2 separate regions of the Mus musculus genome follow, and region 1 is linked to region 2. A link is a contact called in public HiChIP or PLAC-seq data. All regions are on one chromosome and are shown on one strand. Each heading gives the region's core, a stretch centred on a gene start, on an enhancer-like site or on the middle of the called end of the contact. The rest is flanking DNA. Distances are from core to core; before and after follow the strand shown. Region 1 holds the start of Zbtb17 (zinc finger and BTB domain containing 17). Region 2 holds the start of Fam131c (family with sequence similarity 131, member C).

The links. HiChIP or PLAC-seq counts read pairs in DNA pulled down with a chosen protein or histone mark.
Region 1: a contact with region 2 is called in an H3K4me3 HiChIP or PLAC-seq map of embryonic stem cells, with 17 read pairs. The contact joins the promoter of Zbtb17 here to the promoter of Fam131c in region 2. A contact is called at or near these places in 4 of 39 promoter capture datasets (the 3T3-L1 cell line, embryonic stem cells, liver and 1 more), 1 of 15 datasets of contacts at CTCF or cohesin (embryonic stem cells), 17 of 484 Hi-C or Micro-C datasets (the AML12 cell line, the C2C12 cell line, the HL-1 cell line and 11 more), 5 of 115 datasets of contacts at active chromatin or transcription factors (the HPC-7 cell line, embryonic stem cells, kidney and 1 more) and 3 of 9 other capture datasets (adipose tissue, liver and pancreatic islet).

The regions. Positions count from the first base shown.
Region 1 is chr4:141,443,346-141,447,628 of GRCm38.p6, forward strand. It overlaps Zbtb17 (zinc finger and BTB domain containing 17), which reads left to right and starts at 1,328. Exons shown (of 16, transcript NM_009541.2): 1 at 1,328-1,457; 2 at 3,906-3,992. It overlaps Gm42337, which reads right to left. Exons shown (of 4, transcript XM_030253993.1): 2 at 3,636-3,704; 3 at 1,248-1,838; 4 at 641-959. The coding sequence ends at 892.
Region 2 is chr4:141,366,021-141,369,933 of GRCm38.p6, forward strand. Fam131c (family with sequence similarity 131, member C) reads left to right here and starts at 2,172. Exons shown (of 7, transcript NM_001085513.2): 1 at 2,172-2,304. The coding sequence starts at 2,283.

The sequences.
Region 1 (4,283 bases), core at 78-2,577, 76 kb after region 2:
GAAATTATAAATAACAGTTAATATTCTGCAGTCCTGGCATAGTAATTAAATACAAACCCACCCTGGCTGCCAGCCCTGACCTTCTTCATGCCCTTCCCATATCACTTCCTCCCTGGGAATGGAGCCTGCATTCTCAGTCATGCTAGGCTAGTATTTTACCACTGACCTACATCTTTAGTTCTAATCTAATTTCCAACCTTCAGGACACTGAAGCCTGAGGTTTCCATACGATAGGTTGACTGGCCAATAAATCCCTGGGATTACAGAATGCACCACTCCTAGATTTTATTACTATTATTTATTTAATGTTTACTTAAATTCTATGAGTATTTTGCCTGCATGCTTGTATGTATGTCTAATTCCTGCAAATAGCAGAAGGCATCAGATCTCTTGAAATTGGAGTCACCATGTGGGTGCCGGGAATCGAAGCCAAGTTCTCTACAAGAGCAAAAGTGTCCTTAACCTCTGAGCTATCTCTCCTGCCAGCCCCCTGGCTTTTACCGTGGTTTTCAAGATAGAGCTTGTGTAGCAAGCAAGCACTTGTGCCACTGACCTGGCCCGCGGGTCAGTAAACAGGGTCTGAGAGAGAGAGAGTGGGGACAGGGGCAAGAGACGCGAAGAATGGAGACAAGACAGGCTATCTGATCAAATCTCATTTATTGGAAGGCAACTATGGGTATATATGCACTTGCTGGGAGTATGGCAGGAGATACTTAACCACAAATCCAGGATATGTAAGAGAAAAACAAGATGTTATCAGAGTGTGTTCAGCTGTGGTGGGCTTCTTGCAAAAACATCATGGTAGGAAAACAAGTCTCTTGTCAGGGTGGAAAAGTACCAACTTGTAAGTAAATAGCCCGAGATGGCTGCAGAGATGACAGCCGCTTTCTGCTAGGAGTCGGCTCCCAACAGGCCACTGAGTAATTTATTTACCCAGTCCGAGTTGCTGGGTTTGATCCCTAATACAACAAACAAACAAATAAATAAAATTACCAAAACCATAAAGGGAGTCACAAGTAGGTCCACATCTTTCCTTTGTCACAAAGATGTTTGAGTAATCCTTTTGCACCTAAGTTTTCACTCCTCCCAAAGAGAGGAGAAAGAACTCGGTTGTATCGTGTGAGCAATGAGACAATAAACAGTAAAGAGCTTAACACAGAGTCCGGTGCACAGCAAGTGTCCCGGCAGCTCTCTGTGGAGCCGGAAAACAAGGGTTAAAAGAGGTCCAACTCCAGAAGAGCACTAACTTTCGGCTGGCACGGCGCATGCGCCTGCCGGCGGTCGCGCACCTCGGACGAGCGCTGCGCCAGCGACGGAAGTCCCAGCCGGGAAGCCAGCGAGGTCGGTTCCGCCCGGTTCTAACATGGCGGCGCCCTTTGTCTGCTGTGAAGCGCTGCCCCCGGCCTTCTCGCGGCCGTGATGCACCTCCATCTGTGGTGGGGTTCGGGACATGGCAGGTGAGGCCCGGGCGGCGCCAGCGGTCCGGAAGTCCCGGGAGGCGGGACCCGAGGCGGCCGGGGACCGGGGCCACGGGACGCCGGGACGGTTGTGTGGGGGAGGGGAGGCCCGGGCGGAGGGCGCCGCGGGGCCCCGGGGCGGCGGGAGCGGCCCGGAGGGGTGGCCATGCACCCGCGCGGCCGACGGGGCGCGAGTCGCCTCCCGGGCTGGGTGACACCGCGGCTGGTGGCATCTCCGCCCCCGCCGCCGGGCTGTCACCGCCCCCTGACCCCGCGCGCCGGCTGCGGCGGGTGGGCGTGCTGCGGCCGCGTGGGGGCGAAGTGCGGGGCGGCGCGGGGCTGGTGGGGGCGACCTGGATGTGTCCCGGACCGGGAGCCGCACTGACCTCCCGTCACAGACCGTTCATTCATTCACTCGTCATCCATCCCACCATCCCTCCATCCCGTTTCCCTCGTTTCTCTCCGCCCCTGACAGATCTGAGGACAGAGCAGAAGTGCGGGCGGACTGGGTCCCCGAGTGCGACTAGGGTTCTCAGCTCCAAGCGGAGACTCTCTCCACCCCAGTATCCTCATCCTTAAAATGGGGTTATAATAAAATCTGTCTTCTGAGATGTGTGAGGGGTTACGTGGTATGTTGTCCAGGGCCTAGCATGGCCAGTTAAGAGCGTGAACGCGTGGAAAGTCCCTTGCTGCTGTTAAGTGTCATCACCGGCATCAGCGTTCAGAGCTCAGAGACTCACGTGGGAGAGAGAAACGGGCTTTCCAGATGTCAGTGCGCTGCAGGAAGGGAGCCTGACTTGGGAAACCGTACACAGTTTAGGTGAACCTAGGGAGTCCCCGTGTTTCAGAAAGCTGAGCCGAAAGGTTCCACGGGGGAGTGAGGCAGAAGGACAAGGGCATCCTAAGTTGAAGGTGTTGTCTGTACGAATGTTCAAGCTCCTCTTCCTCCGTCAGAGGTGGGTGGTAAAGTCAGCAGGCTCAGCTGAAGTCTTTGGGGATGCTGCAAACCCAGTTCAGCACTTTAACTTTTAGGTTAATGGGAAGGCATTTAAGAAGCCGGTTTGTGGACCAGAAAGATCACAGGTTGAGGCAGGCTGAAGAGGCATAAAGGAGTGGGCCTGAAATCAGTTAGAGATTGCTAGATGCTGGGTGGTGGTGGTGAACTTCTTTAATCCCGGCATTTGGGAGGCAGACAGGTGGATCTCTGAGTTTGAGGCCAGCTTGGGCTACAGAGAGAGTTCTAGGACAGCCAGGGCTACACAGAGAAACTCTGTCTCATGAAACACACACACATAAACACACACACACAAAATTGAGAGAGAGAAAAGACTAATTTAGGTGTAAGGGTGGCCTTGAGTAATTTTAGATTAGATGCAGAGTGGGAGGAGATAATTTTGGAGGTAGAATTGATAAAACTTGGTGACAACTTCAGTGAGAAGCCACAGAGTCATCAGGTTTGTCCCATTCTTCAAACTGTAGCGTGCGTGCAGATCAGAGGACACCTTGATTGGGTTCTCGTCTTCTACCGTGTTGAGTCAGAGTCTCTGTCCTTCCTGCTGTGTGGTGTAGCAGGCTGGCTTCCTGCATCCATCCGAGTCTCCTTCCATCTGCCTGGCAGCTCTCCCTGGGAAAGCTGAGATCACAGCTGTGCCCCACTGCATTGTGGGCTTTGAGGAATCAGACTCAGGTTGTCAGGCTTGTCGGGCAACCCTGTCCTTTACTGACGGATGTTGGGAGGAAGCAGGACCTGGAGCACAGTGAATAAGAGGGAAGATTTAGTACTCCCCTCCCCCAAGACAGGGTTTCTCTCTGTAGTCTGGCTGTCCTCGAACTCGGTTTGTAGACCAGGCTGGCTTTGAGTTTACAGAGATCCACCTGCCTGTGCCTCCACACCCAGTGGGAAAGATTTAGCTTTAGATGGGTGGGGAATGTGTGCTTGAGCAAAGGGAAGCCTGAGGTGGTGTGTGCCTAGAATCCCAGCACTAGGGAGGCCAAGACAGAACTGTGGGTCGATAGTTCACCGGTGATTCACTATATAGCCGGAGCCACACTGCAAGCTCTAGGCCAGCCTGAGTTGTAGTGTGAGACCCTGTCTCAAGAAACCCAAAACCCCACCAAAAAAGGTTGAAGTGACGCTCTCTGGTGGTGATCTTATGGCTGGCGTCCCGCAGAGGTCACCTGAGTGGGGGTATGCGTTGGGGTGAGTGCCAGTGTTGTGGACATCTCGGAAGTCCACGCTGCACTGAACTGGGTAAGATCACCAGCTGGGCAGGGCTGTCCCAGGACCAAGAGGAGCCTGGGGCCCTGATCATTCTCCTTGGTCCCCAGGCCCAGCACACAGGCTGTTCTACAGCGGGCCAGTACTCATTCATTTACCATCAGTTGAGGGCTTTTGCCAGGCTGCGTACTAAACTCACTGAGGCTTCCTCTCCGGTGTCTTTGATTCAGGTGATGAGCTGGAGGCGGGGAGCCGAGCTGGAGATCCTACAGGCACACTGTCTGAGAAGAGAGACCCTGGCCTTTTGGAGATCTGAGGTATGTGTGTCTGTGACTCTGAAGGATGGAAGCTTGCTCCAGATCGCTATGCACACTCAGCATGGTTCAGATCATCTGGTCAGGACGTTTTTAAGTCAGGTGTGGGGGTACACACCTTTGGTCCTAGCATTTGGGGATTCAGAGGCAGACGAATCTCTGAGTTCAAGGACAGCTTGGTCTACAAAGCCAGTCCAGGGCAGCCAGGGCTGGTTATATGGCTACATTGAGAAAGCCTGTCTTGAAAAACCAAAACAACTGCCCCCACCCAAAAAAAAAAAAAAAACCCAAGAA
Region 2 (3,913 bases), core at 922-3,421:
GGCTGTTAGGCTGCCAGCAGGAACATCAGCAGCTGTGACCAGCTCCCGCTCTTACATCGTGGTGAGTCAGAGCCGTGCCTCCAAGCCACATCCAGTCAGAAGGGCAGACACATCTGCCTGCTTGGTACCAGGTCTCATGCACAGGACAGGACCAGAGCCTGGCCATAGGCAGATCTGTCTTTCCTTCTCCACACAGGGGTGGGAGCAACCCTGACACCAAGTGAGCCACCTGGGTGTCCTTATGATAAAGGACGGTCCCCTCACAGCCACCTCAGCTAGGCCAGGCTTAGAGAGCAGAGTACCTGGGCCCAGAGCAGGCAGGATGGGACACTGGAAGACAGACTTTCAAGTGTGGTTTATGCTTGCATGTACTCAGCACTTCACATGACTGCTGGTCTTTAGTTGCCTCTGTGGATATAGGAGGCTGAAGTCACAACAGCCGACCCTTGGAGTCCTTGAGCTATCGGCCACCAGGGGTTCCAGCCCTTTGTTAGAATGGTACGGTATTTCCGCATAATCCAGGCACATCCTTACATATACTTTATATTCTTCCCCCTTATCTTTTTTGAGGCAGGGTCTCATGTAACCCAGGCTGACCTTGAACTCACTACGTAACCAAAGATGACCTTGAACTTCTGACCACCCTGATTCTACCTCCCAAGTGGTGGCATCCCTGCTCCTGTGCACTGTAAGTCACCGGTCTCGGGGCTATCTGTGATGCATGCCCCCTGTTGTCCTGTGTTGTGTATGGAGCAGTGATATTCATGTGTTTTCCTTTCAGATTCAGTTGTGGGTTTAAGTAACACTGTCTATATGAGCCAGGTCTCCATTTACACCTAGGTCTTAAAGCACCAGAGACAGCATGGGGCCACCTCCACTCTGACTTTACTCAATAGCTCGAGTCCCCAGCCCTGGGCAGCCCCAGCAGGCCTGGCTTCTGCTCTGCACAGGGTCTTCAAACCCTTGCTCTAAGCCATATTCATCCCCCAGGGCTGTCTCTAGTGATACAGGGCTGGTAAACAGACCCATTGACTCCTCTGTCTGGAAACAGGAATGTCCAAGGATGGGGTGAGGTGACATTTACCTCAGATACAGGGTGCTTCAGGCCTGGCAAGGTTTGTCACAGCACATCTGACCACTCTCTCCAGGATCCTAAATGAGTGCATGTGAATGCACACAGTGCATATGTGTGAGAAGAGGAACACACACACACACACACACACACACACACACACACACACACACACACGCTAACAGCCATACAAGTGCCAGCAATTAGCCTCCACTATTCCATGACAGAAGTTCCTAGGTAGGGTTTGCCTATACTTCCTTGCTCCAGAGGAGCCCTGGGAGGTAGCCTACCTTCTTGCATGAGACCGCTTATCTAGCCAGGAGGCCACTAATGCAGTGTCTTGGTCCTCCCTCAGAACTCCCTCCCTGGACCAGCATCCTCCCATAAGCAGGTGACTATCAAAAACCCCTGACCTGGAGGCTGGCGAGATGGCTCGGCAGGTTAAAGGTACTTACCAGGAAGTCTGGTTACCAAGTTTGATCCCTGAGACCCACATAGTGGAAAGAAAGAATAGAGTCCCGTCCCCCCCCACCCGCCACCCCAAGTGTACTTTGATCCCTCTCTCTCTCTCTCACACACACACTAAAAATAAAGCTCAGGGCCAGACAGTGGTGGTGCACGCCTTTAATCCCAGCACTTGGGAGGCAGAGGCACGCATACTTCTGAGCTCGAGGCCAGCCTGGTCTACAAACTGAGTTCCAGGACAGCCAGGGCTATTCAGAGAAATCCTGTCTCGAAAAGCCAATAAAATAAAATAAAACAAAATAAAATAAAACAAAACAAAGCTCGATCTTGCTCATTGTGCACAGTGGGATGAGGCTCATCTTTGCAGAATTCCCCTTCCCAGCCCTTTCCCCTGACCTTGAGCTCCAGAAAGCAGGCGCTACTCAGATTTGAAACTAGAAGTCTTCCTTACAGGGCCGAGTCCTGTTACTTTGGTTTGCCTTACTTTGGTTAGCGACAACAGGTACACTGGCACAGAGGGGGCGGGGCGCACCCCAGCCCCGCCCCCTCCGCGCTCCCCGGGTCCCCGCCCGCCGCGGTGTCGCCCGGCCTTGGCAGCTGCGGGCGCGGCGCGAGGCGATCCGGACGCGGCAGCGGGGACTAGGAGCGAGAGGAGGGCGAGCCGCGCAGCCCCGGCCCACGGAGACATGAGCGCGCGGCCGCCCACCGCACCCCAGGCGCAGTGGCCCAGCCCCGCCGCCCCGTGATGGGATCCTGTGTGTCGCGAGGTGAGGACAGGGCGGCCCGGGACGCAGCGAGAAGCGGGGGGCGGGGGGGGGGGCACCAGCGCTCCGCTCAGGGAAGCCAGGGTGGGTGTCCGCCCTTCATGGATCAGCCGCGCCCCAGAGGACACGGTGCGCCCCACGGGGACAGAGCTCGGGAGGGGGGCGAGCAGCGCGCAGAGGGGACGGAGGTCTCCGCACCCCACGCCCCACTCGGCACCCGGCAGGTGGCATGAAGCAAGGTCCGGTGCCATGCTTTCTTCCCCGCAGCTACACGCCTCCTGCAGTGTGCCTGAGAGGGGAGGGAGCCTTCCTATTTTTTCTGGTCCTCTTATGGGCCACTGAGCTCCAGGAAGACCTCGCTCCCGCTCAAGATGCCGGCAGGCCTTTTTAAGCCAGGATCCCATTTCTCCTCTCAGGGTGCCTGTGTCTTTAGCCCCAGAACCCTACCCCCACCCCACGCAGGAAGGGGTCAGTAGGGATGAACAGGTTATCAAGGCTCCCTCTTCCCCACCCTCATCCCTAACTCCATCCCCACCCCCACCCCTGCTCAGGGGACAGGAGAGGACAGAGGACAGCTGATGCTCCCAGTAACCCCTGGGCCTTTGTCTCTCACCTGGCACCTTGGCCATTCCAAGGTGATTCCAGAGAACTGGAGTGACTGTCCCTCATCTGTGGGGTTTGGGGAGAGCACTGTCTGTAAATGGGTGTGTGTGTGTGTGCATAGGATCTTTCATAGATGCTGTGGGGAGGGAATATTTGTATTTGGAGTAATATTTTAGGAGAGGTTGCGGAGTATGGGGACATGCCTGCACTCAGAAAGTGGAAGATCAAGAGCTCAAGGCCAGCATCCACAGCATAGAGAATTTGAGGCCAACCTGGGCTACATGAGAGCCTGTGTCAAAAAAAAAGCAAACACCTCAAAAGAGGTTGGGTCATGCCGGGAGTGGTGGTGCACGCCTTTAATCCCAGCACTTGGGAGGCAGTGGCAGGTGGATTTCTAAGTTCGAGGTCAGCCTGGTCTACAAAGTGAGTTCCAAGACAGCCAGGGCTATACAGAGAAACCCTGTCTCAAAAAACCAAAAAAAAAAAAAAAAAAAAAAAAGAGGTTGGGCCATTGTCCCACTTGGGAGTCTTACCCACTGTGGGAGCAGGGGGCGGGGCCAGGAGTGAGAGTGTACAGAGGTCAAGTCTACTCACCTCAGCCCCAAGGTCTTGCAAGACTGACATTGTATTGGTCACTGGTAATTTACCCAGACAGAGAAAGGTAAAATGGCCTTAGAGTGGGCTGGCAGGCCCCCTGGGGACACCCCAGGAGGGGGTGTTGGAATGTTGGAAGCAGCCCTCTCCCATTCTCTGGACTTTGAGGGCTTCCTCAGGTTCCCGGGGGAGTGTTGAGGGAAGTGACTCAGGGGGTCCCCGGAAGGTGACAGCAGGAGGGACAGGAGGAGCATGGTCAGGCTGTATGAAGTTGGTTCAAGTTGATTGGGGGTGACGAGGTACTTCCTGAGTGTCAGGCACCACGTTAGAAGCAGCTGGGAAAATCCAGTATGGCTCCTGGTCTGTTGAGACCTGAGGAACCCAGCCTGGCATCTGGCCAATGGGACAGTTCTCA